2 separate regions of the Zea mays genome follow, and region 2 is linked to region 1. A link is a contact called in public Hi-C data. All regions are on one chromosome and are shown on one strand. Each heading gives the region's core, a stretch centred on a gene start, on an enhancer-like site or on the middle of the called end of the contact. The rest is flanking DNA. Distances are from core to core; before and after follow the strand shown.

What was found. A called contact is a pair of places that touch in the nucleus more often than the background predicts.
Region 2: a Hi-C map of tassel shows a contact between it and region 1, with 2.1 times the contacts expected there. The contact joins the promoter of LOC100282302 here to the promoter of LOC606482 in region 1. A contact is called at or near these places in 4 of 25 Hi-C or Micro-C datasets (ear, leaf and tassel).

The regions. Positions count from the first base shown.
Region 1 is chr5:3,823,091-3,828,050 of Zm-B73-REFERENCE-NAM-5.0, reverse strand. It overlaps LOC606482 (adenosine 5'-phosphosulfate reductase-like 9), which reads left to right and starts at 2,353. Exons shown (of 4, transcript NM_001112337.1): 1 at 2,353-2,620; 2 at 3,807-3,988; 3 at 4,105-4,229; 4 at 4,385-4,960. The coding sequence starts at 2,447. The coding sequence ends at 4,806.
Region 2 is chr5:3,952,837-3,957,282 of Zm-B73-REFERENCE-NAM-5.0, reverse strand. LOC100282302 reads left to right here and starts at 2,472. Exons shown (of 11, transcript NM_001155214.1): 1 at 2,472-2,656; 2 at 3,179-3,235; 3 at 3,735-3,818; 4 at 3,916-3,987; 5 at 4,190-4,261; 6 at 4,367-4,407. The coding sequence starts at 2,582. LOC541614 (squalene synthase 1) reads left to right here. Exons shown (of 14, transcript NM_001111369.2): 14 at 1-241.

The sequences.
Region 1 (4,960 bases), core at 1,104-3,603:
CTGAGTTTATACGCAAACCCAAGCATTATTTTAATGCTATAAATTCTCTTCTACCGTGAGTAGTAAAATTCCGATACAATACAAAGGGCAGTAAATCATCTATCTGTGCAGTTGATAGATGTAGTGACAACATATGCATATGTGGTCACTAGATTATGGTATATGTGGAGTCTTGAAGGATTCCAAATACATAATCACCAATCACAAATTTGCAATGCTTGGAAAGTCTTTGTGACTTAGAGCATCTTGGTCAAATATGGTACATTCGACCTAGTGAATCCTTCTTTTTGAAAGGATAAACAAAGTATGGTATGTTCAGTGTAAATATGTGCAGCATATTTTAAACATACATTACTTATCGACGGAGTTCAAGATAGAGGATATGAATTGAAAGAGATTTCCAATTCAAAGTAAACTATCTTAAGTATCTTGGATACAAAGTTGTCTATATGCAACATATATTGAAGAAATTCAATATGAAAGAGTCATGGTTATTTGATTCTTTCAGATCATGAGATGTGCTATTGTATCTTGCAAAAGCATCCGGCCGGATATTGCTTTGCAATGATTTGCTAGCTAACAGCACATGAGATCGAGTTATGATATCCAGATGTACTCATGCTCTCCTTATGTTTGGATATACTGATCTTGGATATCTATAGAAGATCCCCAAGTACAAGATCAATGACATACTTCTGGTAAGTTGGACCTACTGTTTGATAAATGTCAATCAACAGAGATTAACGATCACTTACACTAATCATTCTGTAGTACACTTCGTGGGATTGTACAGAATGATATACTACATACAGAGGGTATGTGGTGGTCATGATTTTTATATCACTGACCTTATTATCTATAAAGGTAATATTACTTTGTGTTGTTTAGATGAAAAACAAGTTACAAACTAAGTCTCTACCTTACTTCACATTTTAAATGTGTTTGAGAGCAGGTATGTGATGACTTAGTAATTTGTAAAGATTAGGGGGAGTTTTTCTCTTGATCGAAAGAACTTGTTTCTACATCATGTTGTACTCTTTTCTTTGCATGAGTTTTTCCCTGTTTGGGTTTCTCATTCAAAGTTTTTAACGAGGCAACATCAACACAAGGCCTATGTCGTATCATCTATTTTTCCCGTAGAGGTTTTCGAGGATGATACATTATGGCATAATTATTGTTGTATTTGAACTAGGTGATGAATTTATATCCCTAGAGTTCAAATGAATCAACAATAGAGTATGACTACTCTCCTTATTTCTCCCACTGGGTTTTAAAGGAGACTCAGCTGATATGTTGATTTCTCAGATTTTCTAGCAAGATTATCTTGGAGAAATATTAGCCTGAGTTATATGTCTCATCATTTATTTTCCCCACTGGGGTTTTTGAGATGATGGCTATAGACATATTATTGTTCTTTGGGCTAGAGGTCCATTGGAGAACAACGTACCATGATTCGATTGAATCACCGACAATTATCTATAAGGATAATTGAGCTTATGTTGTTCAGATGGAAACAGGAAAATGGAAATATTAACATCTTGCAAACAAAGTCTTGTGATAATCTTGTTGATCTATTCACAAAATCTCTACCATGCTCCACGTTTCAGAAATATGTTAAAGTGGTTGGTATGAGAAGACTTAAGTGATTGCAAGAATCAGGAGGAGAAATTCTCCGTGATATTTGACTTGTTTTGTCCATCATATTACACTTTTTTCTTTGTATGAGTTTTGCCTTATTGAGGTTTTCTCATCCAAAGTTTTTAACGATGTAATATCGACTAAGCTATATGCTTCATCATTAATTTTCCCCACGGGGGTTTTTAAGAATGATGATTACAAGCATATTTGTCTTTTGGAGTTCAAGTGAGATTCTCTTATGATCCAAAAGCATTGTGTACTCCTTATTTTTCCCACAGGGTTTTTAAGGAGATCATATATTTAAAGACGGCTGACAGATGATCAAATGAAGTTGGAATTGATCAAGGGAGAGTGTTAGAAAACCTTCCATGTGATCTAATTCCAAGGGATACGACCCTTCGTGGTGTCTCTTCACTATGTATATATATGTACATATCTCATGAGATCAATAGAACTGTCACTTTCTCTACATTTCTGTGTCTCGTTTTTACTGCGTTCCAATGCGTTCCAACAGGCCCCACTGTGAGCCGCCGCCCGCCCGCCAGCCAACCAAGCCAACTAGCTGCTGCGCCCCCAGGCCCCAGCCAACCAGGCGGCCGCACGCACGCGTCCGCACCGGCCAGCGGCCACCACCTCCCGCGCCCGCACCCAAAATAACCTCGCGGATTTTTGCTTTTGCCAAATCCAGCCTCCGCACGCGGAGAAAATTCCGAAGCGGAAGAAGTTGAACCGACAGGTGAGAGAGAAAGAGATAGGAGAGACGAGGCCACGACTCCACGGGGGAGGCAGGGAGAGAAGGTGAGAGAAGATGCGTTGCGCCGCCGCCGCGCTTGCGGTCGCCCTCATCGCTGTCGTTGCCGGCGCAACCGCGCCGGGGTCGCCGGCCGCGGGCACGTGCGCGCGGAGGGGTGCGCTACCGTTCCTCGACGCCGTCGGATCCCGCTGCCCCTTCGTCCGGATCGAGCCGTCCCCGCCTCTCGAGGTAGGTCCACCGCCTACGCGCCGTCTCTCGCCGGTCGCGGCCTCTTGCTGTCAAACTCGTTACATGTCACAGCAGGAATTAGTGGCGACGCGGGACGCGCTGTTTTTGTTTTTAATCTGCCGTCGACATACTGATATATACGATTTGCGTACTAAGCCTGTAGCCGGGCGGTATCAGAGGAGACAGAGAAAAGATGCCGTGATTTTTCTTTTTGGCTAGAAATATTCGTAACATAATGGATGCGAATATTGTGCCTTGCTAATTAATCCTCCCTCTTTAACAACTAAAAGAGCAAAATTAGCAATATGGGGAACCTTTTGAAGAAGAATTATGCTATAAACCATGGCAAATGGGGAATCCACACTCCAAATAAACCTTTGCTGGCATGGAAAATATGTGCAACTGGCCAATATAATAAACAAAATAAGGCTAGTGGAGCTAGAAAGTGCAGCCTGGTTGGCTGGTCTAGTGGAAGAGAATAATCAAGAATATGTCAGGCAGACTTCTGCTTGACCGAGTTTAGAATTTGGAAATCAGGTCTTAGATCCAAACATGTGAGCGTTGTTTGATTTCTTGATATTCGTTGTGCGCATGCTTGGCACTGTGAGTATTAGTTGTTTCTTCTGTGCATTGTATCTAAGATTCTAAATTTTAAACTTAAGTTTATTAGCGATACACCATAGCTATATGTAAACGTTTAGGAAAATGAAAACCTAATTGTACATGCTGTGATTAGGATATGAGATGGTTGTTTGGATTTTGAAAGTTTCCACCAAACTTGAGTTATATATATATATTTTTATGATGATTCAATATTTGATTGGTGGTGATAGTAGGTGCACCTATTTCCAGAGCAGGAAAGCTGTATATCATTTTTAATAGGGTTTGTCAGAAGAATGGGTAAATTGCATATGCTTAACTTTGGGTTAATTTTGGCACTGAAATGGGAAATAGTGTCAACCTAAAACTATTACCTCTGGTGACACCCTGCAATTTGTGTTGATTTTGCTTTTTTTTTTTTTTGCAGATTGGTGAACGATCTTTACTTTTAGCTGCTGCTGGTCATATTTTGACTTAATAAAGTGCCTTGTTTATCGATTAATTCTGATGGTGCAATGTATGTGGATACTTTGTATTGCAAATTTGGGAAGTTGTAGTTTCTTATATACCTTGTCTTGTACTGAAGGTGAGAGGAGAGGCTGTGGATACTGAGTTGAACCTTCGAAGGAGGGGTGCTTCATACTCCATTCTCTTCTATGCTGCATGGTGTCCTTTTTCGAGCAAATTTCGACCGATATTTGAAACTGTCAGCACTATGTACCCTCAGGTACATCACTTTGCTGTTGAAGAATCTTCTGCGACACCAAGGTTTGTGTATGTTGAAAGCGTTGGTGTTAGACACTTAGACTGTTGAATTGAGATAGTTTGTCCCTTTGTTTGTTTCAATGGATTCCTACAGATCATTATATTGCATCTTATTGTAGTTTGTTTTCAAGATATGGAGTTCGTGGTTTCCCAGCCATTCTTCTTGTAAATGAGACTACAATGGTTCGATATCGGGGTTCAAAAGATCTTAACTCTCTCGTCGATTTCTATAAAGAAACTACAGGTACAATTGTTGCTCACCTTGTTCACGCATACATAGCTTCAGTAAATGATCACAAATTCTTTCAAGTATGCGCTTAATTGAGGAGGGTTGTGATAGGCTTGTCAAGCCAATGTACTGAAGCTATACAGTACATTGATGTTGTTTTCCTGCTGCAGGTCTGGATCCAGTTGCATACATTGATGTTGTTGTCCAGCAAGAGAGCACAGCAAGCTTGAGCTCAGTTGCACCATGGGATCGTTCTCCGCTTGAGATGGCCAAAGACGAGCCGCCGTATCTGTTGGTCGCAGTTCTCTTCATCATCCTGAAGGCCGCAGCGCGCTTGGTACCTGCTGCCATGTCTCATCTGAGGGCCTTCTTGGCCGTCCGTGTCCAGAACCTGAACCTAGGGATCCGCAGGGGATCAAGCCAGGTCTTGGAACGAGCCTTGAACGCCCTTGACGTGAGGAGGCTGTGCAGCAAGCTGGGGCTGAGCAACAGGGCAACAGATCTGAGGAAGGGTGCAAGCAATGCTCGAGCCTGGGCTTCCTCGTTTGCTTCCGTCTCACTGGGTGAACCTTCATCTTCGAGACAAGCTTAGCCATTTTTTTTTGTTTTTTTTTTGGAGATGTCGCTTGTTAGGGTAGCTAGCTGCTCACATGATGCAAAGACCATATAAGGTTTGCTTCCCATCCTGTTTGTTTCTGTGCAGTCAGGAGGAGAGGGGAAATCTTACATGCCTGTAAATTTTGACG
Region 2 (4,446 bases), core at 1,223-3,722, 130 kb before region 1:
TCTTAAGGCGTCGCCTAGGCGTCCGGGCGATGGGCGATGGTCTAACGCCTAAGCGCTTTGCCCGCCTACCTCACCTAGGCGTTCAGAAGGTGCTCCAACGTCTTGGACCGCCTTACCGCTTTAAAAACTATGGGCTGCACTGTAGTTATTCTATGTGTTGTCTTGTTTTCATATCTGATATGTTTGTGTTTATCATAACTGTGTACTCTCCCATGGCGCTAATTATATTCAATATTATATGTATGTTTAGCTAAATTTTAAAACATCTAATGATAATAGTTATGTACTAAGTGCTTGTTTGGTTTCTTTAGTACAGAGACTAAAGTTTACTTCCTACTTCCTATCCTGTTTGGTTGCAGTGATTAAAAATATTTAGAATGCATTAAGGGCCTATTTGGTTCGCTGCCTAACTTATCACACTTTGCCTAACTTTTCTGCCTAAGGTTAGTTGTTCAATTCGAACGACTAACCTTAGGCAAAGTGTGGCACGGTTAGCCACGAACCAAACAGGCCTTAAATGACTTGTAAGAAGACTAAAATGTCCCTTAACATTCTTTGGTCATTAGTGCAACTGAAATAAATGAGGGGCAAAATATGGAATTAATATAATTTAGTCTTTTTTAGTCACCCCTGGGAACTAAAGACTAAAACAATTTAGTTTCTATTTTAGTCTCACAGTTTAACTATTTAGGGACTAAATGTGACTAAAATGGAGGGACTAATCTTTAGTCCCTCAAACTAAATGGGCCCTAAGCATCTCAAAGAGCTCTCCAGAAGACTCCCCTAAATCCAGTTTTTTTGGGAAAAATACAAAAACATGTCTCGAACAATTTCTCTAAAGTGTTCCCAATTTTTTCATAGTCCTTAACACTCTCACATTTGTAGCTACAAATGAGGGGTTTTTTGGGCTCTCAGAAACAATCTACCGCTTTAAGGGATCTGTTTAAAAAGGATTAAAATTTACCCATACTAATTATTTATATGCCCATTAAAACTGATTTTGAGAAGTCGTTTTCTGGATAGCTCTCGGAGATGCTCTAAGTTTAATATTAATATTATATACAGAGTTAAAGTTAAAACCAGTGACTCTCTAGAGAAGTGTCCTCGGGAAGTGAGAACGACCGACGTCTATTCCGAGGAAGTATTTGAGAAAACCGCCTGCTGCGTTGACCTTGAGCAGTTACTCAACCCAGGGATAAATTTTCCGACCAAAATTCACTGATTTTTTGGTGTTTTTTCAATTCCGGTAAAGACAGGAAAACGTTTTTTGCTCCGATTCTGCCAAATTCTGTTTCAAAATGAATCATTTTTTTTGTAAAAAACAACGAATTTTGCTGATTAGACATGGATTTTTGGCCAAGAAATTCGAATTTCGTTTTTCAAATTTGAAAATCCATTCCAGTTGAGAAAATCACTCGTGTTAGGCTATGTCTTACTTTAGATCAATCTATCATCGAACAATTATTGTTATTGGTTCTGAAACCTTAACTTTGAGTGTTTAATCATATACATACAATTGTCACTTTCATAAAGCTGCATATTTTGACTAGGTAGTGTTTGGTTCTATAGTCTACTAGGACGGAGTAGTTATGTTCTAGATTCCAAGGATAGAATGACTTCGTTCTGTGTTTGGCAGTTAGAACAGAATATAACAGAATATTTGTTTTTTGTTTGGTTCTGGAGTGAAGCAGACCAAAACAACTCTATCCTGTGTTTGGTTCCAGAATGAATGAAGCGTTGTACGTGAATGGAACCGGAGAGAAGCGTGTCGCTCATGAGCCATTAGGTTTGGCCGTTTTTGGGAGTCGTCAGATCCAACATCTGTGTGCGATATTTCTAAATTGCAGTGGCTTTGTTCTACTAAGAATCAAACCAAACACTCTCAATGATGAAATAGAACAACTCCACTCCATCGTAACTTAAAATCAGATATTATCTTATTTATGATGTGTTTGGTTTGTGTAGTCACTCTATGCTTCATGAAGTGATGCATCATAAGTTTATTCCATCAATTTTGGTGGAATCAACTCACTCCTTATATATATACTAATTATTAGCTTATGAAAATGAGGTGGTGATGGATCAACCCATTTTATTCCACAAACCAAATAAAAAAGTGAGGAGTGAGAAGAAGATGAATCACTTCATTCCTCAAACCAAACATCCTCTTAATTCTTCACATCTCATAGTTGATAGTTCGTAATAACCTTTTTAAATCTTGTGACTCAACTAAACAGACCCTAAAACAAATAAACATTATTTTATTTTTTTATACAAGCTGACGTGTGATTAGTTTATCCTTTTCAAGCTGGACGTGTATTGCCCATTCTTCTTCCGACTACGACCAGTCCGGCAGCAGCGGCAGCAGCACACGGCGAGCATTCCGTCCGCCCGTCCGTCCGCTTGCCCCCTCCTCAGAGCTAGCCTCCAAGCTCGCAATTATATAAGCATCGTCCCTTGCAACTTTCCAGAACTTTTGTCCCCCTCCCTCCTCCACACCTCTCGTTCTCTCCCCCTCCGCCTGCTCCCTCTCAGGAGCGCGCGCGCGCGCGCCCAGATCTAGGGTTTCGTCCGCGGCAAGATGAGCAGCCCGCATGGCGGTCTCGACGACCAGATCGAGCGGCTCATGCAGTGCAAGCCGCTCGCTGAGCCTGAGGTAACGCCTTCTCCGTCGCCCTCTTCTCGTTTCGAGACTTCGAGGTGCCTTTTCACTAGATCTGGCGGAGTTGCTGGGCCGGGGCACGGGTCCTGGGGGAGATCGGTTCTCTGGACGCGTTCCGATCCTGGTTGCCGCGGAAATGGCTGGCGGGAGCGTTTGGTTTGCTCGGGCGGGTGCTGGGCCTGGGCGGTTGTGAGCTGAGCGGGACGCTCCTTCTTTTTTATCGAGGCGTTTTTCTAGGTTGAGTTGATTTCTCTGCTTCATCTGAAAACAATTATCTTCTCATTTCACCATGATCTTTGGGAGCCATATAACCTTTTCTCCCCCGATTTATGCTGAAATGGGGGCCTAGAGTTGCTCCGAGATGTAAAAAAAATCGCACCATGTTATTAATGGATCTTTAGAATTAACATCTACGATTGATTTGCTCTGCTGGGAAGGGAGGTTATAGAATTAATATCTACGATTGATTGCTCTGCTGGGAAGGGAGGTTCTGATCCACTGCAATTTATGCTACAGGTTAGAGCTCTTTGTGAGAAGGCAAAGGAGATTCTGATGGAGGAAAGCAATGTTCAGGTTCGCTGTTTTGATTGCTTTGGCTTGAGTCATCAGCAATCCCATTTCATTACCAGTTGAGATATTATTTTGTTTGGGACCGGTTAACTTTTCTTCATGTCTAGCCTAAGCTTTGACCCGACCCAATTAGCAATAAAAAATTGTTTAATTCCCAGTCCACACTCTACCCCACCCCACCTTGCACAAACTAAATTTATGCCTGCTAACTAAATGTGTAGATTTGTGACATCTTATACCGTGCCTTCATCCCCACACATCATCATCAAGTTCTGATGAAAGAACCCTGAAGCCACCTTTTTAAGCTTCTTGTAAAAAAATGTCAGTGGTGGGAAAGGAACACCTGAAGTTTCTGAAACGTATAGCTTTAACAAGCATTTAATACAAGAAGATAAGATGGACTCTTTGGATAATCTGCGCTGTTTATATGGCGGATTCACAGATGCGGTTGGTCGTGTTATTTGTTGACTTTTGCCGATTTGTTTTGTTATCATTGTTGCAGCCTGTAAAGAGTCCTGTTACTATATGCGGTGATATTCATGGACAATTTCATGATCTTGCTGAACTCTTCCGAATCGGTGGAAAGGTACCTCACTAGTTTCTGTCATTTGCTTCTGTTTAATCTCCGATTTAGTAAGGAACATGTTGAAATTTCAGTATCTTGAAACTTTCACTTCTACCAGTGTCCAGATACGAACTACTTGTTTATGGGAGATTATGTTGACCGTGGTTACTACTCTGTCGAAACTGTCACAGTAAGTGTAGACTCACATGGCTTTATGTTAGCACCATCAGCATATTCATCTACTCATAGTGGTCATGAGCAGTATAGTTTGTGTAGTGTGCACTATATTGAAAAGCTGATCACATCTGCCTTTTGTTGTTCCTACTTCAAATTTCTAAATTGCAGAACTTTACTAATTCTTGGCACTGATTCTATCCACTGCAAACAAACAGCTTTTGGTGGCTTTAAAAGTTCGATATCCTCAGAGGATCACCATTCTCAGAGGAAACCATGAAAGCCGGCAGGTATACAATTTCTTGTTTGACAGATTGTTCATGTTTACTTGATGCATCACTCCATTCTCTGTAATCAGCTGTACAAACTAAAGTTTTTAGTGAAATTATTTGCAGATTACTCAAGTGTATGGGTTCTATGACGAATGCTTAAGGAAGTGAGTGTCTTCTCTTAGTTTACTGTACATATTGTGGAT